Linked DNA regions of Mus musculus: regions 1 and 2 are each linked to region 3. The links are chromatin contacts, called in public HiCAR-type and HiChIP or PLAC-seq maps. All regions are on one chromosome and are shown on one strand. The core of a region is the stretch at or near the end of the contact, and the rest is flanking DNA. Distances in the headings are between cores, read along the strand shown. Region 1 has its middle 23 kb from the start of F3. Region 2 overlaps Abcd3 (ATP-binding cassette, sub-family D (ALD), member 3). Region 3 holds the start of Rwdd3 (RWD domain containing 3).

Region 1 (2,700 bases), core at 21-2,520, 530 kb before region 3:
CCATGCATGTCACATAAAAATACAAGAAGTATAGAAGGGGGAGGAAGAGGAGGAGGAGGAAGAGGAGGAAGAAGAAGAGAAGAGAAAGAGAAGCAGCTCTTTTGAATTCTGACTAGCAGGACAAAATAAAACTCTATAGACTTTGATTTTTGCACAGCTGTCTACTAGTATTAGAACCAAGAAAAGCCGGCCAGCGAGATGTCACAGTGTGCCAAACCTGATGACCCGAGTTTTATCTTGAGGACCCCCATAGTCGGAGAGAACTGATTCCTGCAAGATCTCCTCTGACTTTCACACATTCTTCAGTGCTACGTATATCCCTCCAATAAATGTAATTTAAAACGTTATAAAGGAGAAATGTCTCAGCAAATAACCCTGAGTGTTCAGTGGCAGTTCCAGCTAATGGGGCATCAGTCACGGATGGAAGTAAGTCTGTTTCTGTATGGAAGCTGGCAGGAGTGTCTGTGCCATGCTTGCTGGAGGGCAGCAAGCCCAGGGCCAGAGCCACTGACCCAGACATCTCTACCTGGGGCGTTCCCTCTATCTTCCATGAATAGCCGAATGCTTTATGGCTCATTTAGGGTTCTTTCTGTATAGAATTCACTGGAAGTTGATTCCCTCTTTTGTTTCATTTTTAGAAAAATTCTCTTACGGAAAACCCGCCTTGTGAGTCAATTTTAAGACAAGCGGGCAGATCTGACTGGCTGTTTCATTCCACCTGGAAAAGCATTTGAGGCTGCTCTCTGTGGAAACTGTATTCTCTTAAAACCTCAAGGGCTCACTTCTTCCCCTCTTTTTATGGAAAAACCACCATCTGTGGAGGCCCCGTTGTGATGTACTTTCAACCTGCAAAAGCCGCTGGGATCCAGACAGTGGAATGCTTTAAGAGAGCAAAATGGACCACATGGCAAGGGGTGCATTTCAGAAATTCCTACCACACAGGTCACTGTGGGTACCATCATGATCAGGGATGCTATGGTTCATCCTTCATGTCCAGTGCCAAGAGGCTCAGGAGCCTAGTTCCTGTTGCTGTGGTCTGCTACTTAAAAAGAAAAAGATCGCATGCTCTCCCTGCCAAGCATGAAACAGAAGCCCAGTTGTGTGGCTCCTGTTTTTGTACCGGAATAATCTACTTCATGAAAAGAGTGAGCAGGAGCCCAGAAATGCAGTTCCCATCCCCCACTCAACTTCACATCTGACTGTTCTCCTTTCATGCTATAGATGGTTCCCTGCAGAGGCGTGTCCCCAGTTTACCTCGAGTAGACCCCCTCTTTGAGTAAGGCATCCAAACTATCCTAGGAACAGGAGTTCTGATTGGCAAGATGGCATTCTTCCCTAGCGAGAAGGGGAGCTTGTTGTTCGCACTGATGAATTAATACTGTTGCTAAGCAACCATTTCTTACAGCAGCCCAGCTCCAGCAAGATGATAAAGAGCGAGGCCACTGATTTCCCAGACTCTGTTCATTACCCAGCTCACGGCTTTGTCTGAACAGATGTCGATATATAAAAGTGTCCCCAGATATACCATCGTGGTAATGGTGTATTTCAGGACAAAATGAAGAAAATAACAATGGCCTTAAAGCAGGCTGAGTTCACTTCTTGTAGCTCTAGTAAGTTGTTCAAGAGGGCAAATGGGTGGGAGGGGGGGCACATCCTATAAAGCATAGTTTCATTCCATTGAAGTTGTGTGACAATCCTGGACAGTAGGTTAGCATCATTACAGATATCAGACACAAAACTCAGAGAGGGGAGGTAGTGACTGGGTCAAAATCAGACAGAAAGTAAGTAGCTTGGTCAAGTCTAGGATCCTGGCACGGCGTGGTGTAAATCATCCAACCTCCCTTCCCACTGTGGAAGCTGACAGATTTCTGCCCTATAAAGGAAGTGAGCTGACCAGCTACATAGACAACAGCGTCTACGACTAACTAAATATTTGCTAATTTAAAAATCCAACTGAATTGCTCACCAGGTAATCATGACTTGATTTTTTTCCTGGACAAAGTAGCTTAATATGAATGGTATGCTCTTGTAGTGCTTACGGATATGCTGAGCCTGCCTGGCCCGACACAGAAAGGATGGAGAAAGAATGAAGTCATATCTTCCTAGGAGTTTGAGAAAACTACATGCTCTTGACTCCTCTAACCCCCCCCCCCCGAACCTCCAGGTCCATCAGACAGTGGTCCACAGGCCCCGTAGGTACCTCCTTTGCTGCCTAGAAACTACTTCCCATCCTCAAAGATGCTGCCAGCAGTGTTTCTTTGCAGTTATCCACTGTTCCCCTCTCAGAGCACCCCTTATGGTGTGGAGCAGCCCACTCAGATCTTCATTTATTGGTAGAAGCTCTGGGGGTAGAGAGTCGTTAGGGAGAAACTTCTTAAGGTGTTGGGAGGTAGTTTCCTGAGTGCAGCCATCTCAGGGACAAGTTCCACCTTGTTGACAGGATCAAAGCTGAGTCCATGTTCCCAGACCCTGGAACCCAACTCCTACCCTGCTTGTTCTGTTATCCCTAACTAAGGCAAGCAAGCCATATATGTGCTGCCTGTCTAGACTTAATTGACCACAGGCAGCTTGCCCACTCCTTTGTCCCTTTATCATTCTAAATTCCAGGTCAGAGTCCAGGAGGGGACCTGACTGCAAAGCTGACTCAAGGACCCTAAAACTGGTCTGGTCACTCATGTTAACTTCCTTGTTTAACACCTT
Region 2 (2,700 bases), core at 167-2,666, 620 kb before region 3:
CGTATTACTTAGTTAGCCTGGAGAGTAGTAAGAGTGTGATGAGCTTGCATCGATTTATTACAGCACAGGAGAAACAGGCCATGAACTTGACTGTCCTTGTGGCTGAGATGATGACCTGGGTTCAGCTTGTGTGTTTCAGTCAGAATTAAGGAATGATGTTCCCCTTAAAGCCAGACAGAAAAGATCAACAATAAAAGGAACAACAACTTAAAAAGAATTATTTTTAAATTCACACCACCCCCCCCCCCCAAGCTCATGCCTAGTAGCATTCACTCCTTGTTACCCCTGGCAACTGCTCATTTACTGTTTGTCTATTGATTTGCCTGCTCTGGGGCATTTAATGTTAATGCGATCATTCAGTACGTGTGGTCCTGCAGGCCTTTCACTTAACATGATGTTTTCAGGTTTCTTCATATTGTTACTATACTATTTTATGCTGAGTAGTATTGTGTTGTGTGGGTTATATCACCAGGTAAGGGATTTTTACATTAACATAAACATGAAGCTTATGAGTAGTGCAGCTGTGGTCTATAACAGGATGGAATTTGGGGTTATGCAGTAACTAAGTTGACATTCTTTTCAAATAAATGGCATTTATCCCTGTGTCAGTTTATTGGCTTTAATATCTGTACTATTAGTATGGTTTTGAATGTAATTCTTATACCTAGTATGTATTACTATATAGGCTATTATATAAAGTTTAATTTGCTTTCCTTTTCTTCCTTAAAATTATTTCTAGAATTGACTAATAAGCATCAAAGTGATTATTACCCTGTTACATCCTTTAAGCCCCACCCGCTTCTCTCTATCTTGGTCTGTCTGTCTGTCTCTTTGTCCACTCTGACTATCAAATTGTAGCAAAATTTATTTCTCCATTAAGGCCACTCCCCCCACCCCTTGTTTTTTATTTGAGACAAGGTTTCACTTTGTAGCCTTGGCTGGCCTGGCTGGCATTGAACTCACAGAGGTCTGTCTACCTCTGCCTCCTGGGTGTGGGTTTAGAGGCAGGCACCACCATGCCTGACCTACTAGTAATATTTTAAGAGAGGGACGGAGTTGGGACAACTTGAGGGAGATGGTTCTCTTTTTCACCCCATGGTTGACTAGGGGTCTGGAAAGGGCTGGGAAGGATGTGTTCTGGGGTAGCTTGTAGTTTTTGGGTTTCTCTTTTCTACTCTCCCAGTCTAAGGATAGTAAAGGAGATATTCCCACCAAAAGCTATAGATGCCACTTTCTCCTTATCTTTGTAGAAGGTTGTAGATTTATTTGAAAATAAATCTCTAAGGGAGGAGCCACTATCTTATCTCAAACTCTGTCCTGACAACAGATTCATGACCTCTCTAGTCCTTTAGCCCAGTGCTTTGTAGGCACCTCTGCCTTTTGTCATTCGTTTTCTTTCTCAGGTCTTGATGCTAAGTGTGCACTCCATTGTCCTCAGCACTGGGTGTGTGCACTCAGACTTGCTGTTCTTTGTGCTTTAATCCCTCTACTTTGTCACATTTCAGTGTGGAGATCTTTCTGTGTCTCACTGCCCAAATTACTCTTTTTCTCATGACTCTGGCTAGTCGATCTGTAATTACTTCTTCATTTACTTTTGTCTGTGTTCCTCTTATTAGAAATGGATTGAATATAGTAAGGAGCTTAGGAATTTATGAGTTAGAATCTGCAGATTGTTGTATATTGAAAACATTAAGTGATAAATCTAGTAACCCAGAAGGCAGGCAGGCAGGCTGGCTGACTCTCTCTCTCTCTCTCTCTCTCTCTCTCTCTCCTTCTCCCTCCCTCCCTCCTTCTCCCTCCCTCCCTCCCTCCCTCCCTCCCTCCCTCCCTCCCTCCCTCCCTCCCTCTCTCCCTTTCTTTCCTCCCTCCCTCCCTCCCTCCCTCCCTCCCTCCCTCCCTCCCTTTTTGTTTTTTTCTAGACAGGGCTTCTCTGTGTAGCCCCAGCTGTCCTGGAACTCTCTGTAGACTACGCTGGCCTAAAATTCAAGAGATCCACCTGCCTCTACCTCCAGAGTGCTGGGATTAAAGGTGTGAGCTACCACTGCCCAGCAGACATTTCTTAAAATTAGGGAAAGTCACGTTTAAGATTTTTTTTTAAAGTTTCTATTTATTAAGAAGAGTCTGGGGCATGGCAGTGGTGGTGGTGCATGAAGCCTTTGGTTCAACCCTGTCACTGCAGAAGATAAACTAAGCAGTAGCTACTTGGTCACTTCTCACTCTGCGCTTCTCAGAGCTTCGGCTGCGCTTTTCCCTTGAGTACTTACACTCTTCTCTCAGAGAGCACACCTCCTCTCTCTTTCTCCTGTTAGGTAATTCTGTCTTCTTGGAATCTGAATACGGAGAGCTGCTCAAGTGTGTGCTATAAATCCAGCTGTCCATCTTAATGGTTGTCTGCAGTGACAGGAAGTGTGGCCCCGTGACCACTGTGCGTCTGTCGCAGTTCCCTTAGATGTGATTCTATAATCACTGTTGCAGCTATCTTAAACTCGGCTCTTTATTTATTTTTTTTTCTTAAAGATTTATTTATTTATTTTATGTTTATGAGTATACTTTAGCTGTCTTCAGACACACCAGAAGAGGGCGTCAGATCTCATTACAGATGGCTGTGAGCCACCATATGGCTGCTGGGATTTGAATTTAGGACCTCTGGAAGATCAGTCAGTGCTCTTTTTTTTTAAAGATTTATTTATTTATTATATG
Region 3 (2,700 bases), core at 96-2,595:
ACTGAACTTGCTTGAACTGCTATTTTGGAAATAACTCAAAGGAACTATTTTTTTTTTCTTTCTTCTAATACAAATTGGTTACATTATAGATAATCATGTGTTTAAATAAACCTTTATCTTTCTAATTATTTGCACAGCACGGTTCCTAATTGCCTGGGGTCACTGAAATCTCAGGGCATCCCTGGAAAAGCTTTTCTTGTCTATCTCATCAGATTTCCTTTCTCTTCTTGGAAGCCAATTTCTCTTCCTTTTTTCAAATTGCCCTTTTAGCAATAGAAATGATGATTGGGATAGTAACGTGGCCCAGTTAAAATTATTCTGACTTGTAGAAGTCAGTGAAAGGAGTCACTGAAGACCTACTTAAATTCTTTGATGAACTCACAGAATGTTATTTCTGATACAAACCAGTGGCATGAGACCTCCCCGAGTGAGCCAAAGGACTCTTGGGAGCTGCAGAATTAAAAATTTTTATTTTGGGGGCGGGGGGAGTCAAATGCACCTAGACAGAACTACTTACCACAAATTAATTTTGCTTACTAAAGTCGAGGTTGAAACAGATGCATCACTCATTCTGTTATCCTATTGTTACTGCGAGTGTTTTGAAATTTAGGTCAAGATTCAAAGATGGTGATTTCACCATTAAGCTTCAGGGATCAGAGAGGTAATAGACACATTATGTTATATGCATCGAATATCACCTGAACCGAACCAAACCGAACCAAATCAAATCAACTCAAATCAAATCACTGTAAAGCTAGTTTTTGGCTTTGGACCCCATCTCTAAGGAGTCTCATCTCAGTCTTCCCTCTTCTTCATCTTGGACTGGAAAGAGGCCCTGGAATCTAGACCTTGTGTGTAATCCCGAGGCTAGTGACCAACCAGGTCAGTATCCTGGAGGTCATTATCGTTCTCTTTTCTGAAATATCCTGACCACGAGGGTCACTGACCCTCATGAGGACATGGAATTTGTGTTTTGCTCACTGTGGGATCTCAGGACACAAAGTTCAAAAGCCTGACAAGGGCTCGTTCGCCTTGTTTGGCTTTTCTTGTTTGTTTAGGTTTTTTTTACTCTCTCCATTTCCTCCTAGCCTGGTGAAGCACGGTGGGTTCACAGCCTGGTTGTTCTTGTAGGGGACTTTGGGGCTTTACAGGTCTCTCTCTGATCCAGAAAACCACAGAGGCCAAAACTCAGAAGGTTCTGGGCGGACACATGCCACGCCCATAAACACGCCCATCTCCCCGCCCCCCGCCCGGCGCCATCCGCAGCCGACCTGGCTGTGAGGCCGGGGCGCCCCCCAGTGACCGTAGGGGAGCTTTGCTCCGGGAGGCGGCGGAAGTGGCTTTGGGTTCTGGTCGCACGGATATGGTGGAGGAGGTGCGGCAGGAGCTCTCGGCGCTGGCCGCGATCTTCTGCGGGCCCAACGAGTGGGAGATGTTGAGCTGTTCAGGTGAATACCCTGCCTCTCACCCTGCGGCCACTGCGGGGAGTCGGGGACCCGGTGTCTTGTGGCCCTGGACAGGAGTAGGAGGGGACTGGGGGGTGGGGTTGGCCTGCGCTTGCAGTGCCCTCCCCTGAGCTCGCCCTCTCCGCCCCCCTACCCCGTGCTCTCCCGCAACTAGACGGTGCGCAGTGCCCTCCTCGTGAAACCCAGCTCCTCCAAATAGTCGGCATCCACCATAAGCATTTGTGTATCACGTCCCTGACAACAGGACGCTGTAGTTGGTTGTCAGCCACGTGGAAGGCAGTCAGGAAATGCTTGTTAAGGTTTGAACTCTCCAGAGTTAATTGCCTTTGACTTTATTATTAATTTTTTTTGTTGTTTTACTTAAAAATATTTTTATTTTTACGTTTTCCAGGCTGCTGAAAAATGGCAGCCGATTCCAGACTTCTGCTGGACGCAGCATGGAGACCTTCTCTTCTAACCCAGGCAGGGCACCGACCCTCTGAGAGTTTATAGTCTGTAAAGCTATTACTATTGTTGTTATTATTAATTGTTTTAAAAAGCTAAAATTTCATTCTTGTCTTGGCTTCCGTTAAGGAACCCAGACGCTCCACTCACACACTTTTAAATTTTTTTTTGGCGTATGTATGAGTGTTTTGCATGCCTGTATAGACCTGTATGCTGAGTGTGCCTGGGAGGCCTGAATAGGACGTTCAGGGGCTAGGAGTTACCGAGGGTTTGAGAGCCTTGCCTTAAAGGTGCTGAGAACTGAACCCAGGGAATAGTCAGTGCTCTTAACCACTGAGTGCCCCCAATTTCCCCCTTTTGGGAAAATGTGCTGATGCAAATTATTCTCACCCTCGCTGAGCTGTCAAATATGTCATGTACATTTTGAGGTCAGTGAGAGCCATCCCTCTACTGTTACAATGTAACTACGATTGTAATGGCTTTTCTGACCATAAATTGGCTTAGCTCTAGGAAGACAGTGTGAGATGTGCTAGACCTAAGGAAGCTATATCTATGATTAGGAGGGCTTTGGGTTTCCATAAGATAAGTCAGTGACCCCTTTCTCCTATGCCTTCTTGCATGCACACATCTACAGATCTTTGTGGTGATTTGACGTTTCAGGCCATGTGAACTTTCTAGAAAAATGGAGTTGCTCTCTTCTTAAGTGCCTAGACCTGTCTTGTATATTTTTGAAACTTCCTTAAGACCCCTATGAAAGGATTTATTGTAGGGATTTGCCACCCTCTTGTGA

Evidence for each region. HiCAR-type assays count read pairs that join an accessible place to other places. HiChIP or PLAC-seq counts read pairs in DNA pulled down with a chosen protein or histone mark.
Region 1: a HiCAR-type map of astrocytes shows a contact between it and region 3, with 2.1 times the contacts expected there. The contact joins the enhancer-like site here to the promoter of Rwdd3 in region 3. A contact is called at or near these places in 1 of 39 promoter capture datasets (the C10 cell line), 1 of 15 datasets of contacts at CTCF or cohesin (large pre-B cells), 1 of 484 Hi-C or Micro-C datasets (uterus) and 4 of 115 datasets of contacts at active chromatin or transcription factors (astrocytes, fetal liver, large pre-B cells and 1 more).
Region 2: a contact with region 3 is called in an H3K27ac HiChIP or PLAC-seq map of embryonic stem cells, with 5 times the contacts expected there. The contact joins the enhancer-like site here to the promoter of Rwdd3 in region 3. A contact is called at or near these places in 5 of 39 promoter capture datasets (the C10 cell line, the HPC-7 cell line, cranial neural crest and 1 more) and 3 of 115 datasets of contacts at active chromatin or transcription factors (T-cell acute lymphoblastic leukemia, embryonic stem cells and large pre-B cells).

What each region holds. Positions count from the first base shown.
Region 1 is chr3:121,699,146-121,701,845 of GRCm38.p6, reverse strand. No RefSeq gene overlaps it. Among named protein-coding and RNA genes, the nearest start is that of F3, 23 kb to the left of the region's middle. Within about 2 kb of position 1,270, at least 90 of the 459 cell types and tissues checked have an H3K27ac peak or open chromatin away from gene starts, as enhancers often do. A contact at or near this core is called in astrocytes and neural tube, where this site is marked.
Region 2 is chr3:121,793,132-121,795,831 of GRCm38.p6, reverse strand. All of the region lies in intron 2 of Abcd3 (ATP-binding cassette, sub-family D (ALD), member 3), which reads left to right. Among named protein-coding and RNA genes, the nearest start is that of Abcd3, 21 kb to the left of the region's middle. Within about 2 kb of position 1,416, at least 14 of the 459 cell types and tissues checked have an H3K27ac peak or open chromatin away from gene starts, as enhancers often do. A contact at or near this core is called in embryonic stem cells, where this site is marked.
Region 3 is chr3:121,170,340-121,173,039 of GRCm38.p6, reverse strand. Rwdd3 (RWD domain containing 3) reads left to right here and starts at 1,345. Exons shown (of 5, transcript NM_028456.3): 1 at 1,345-1,448. The coding sequence starts at 1,364.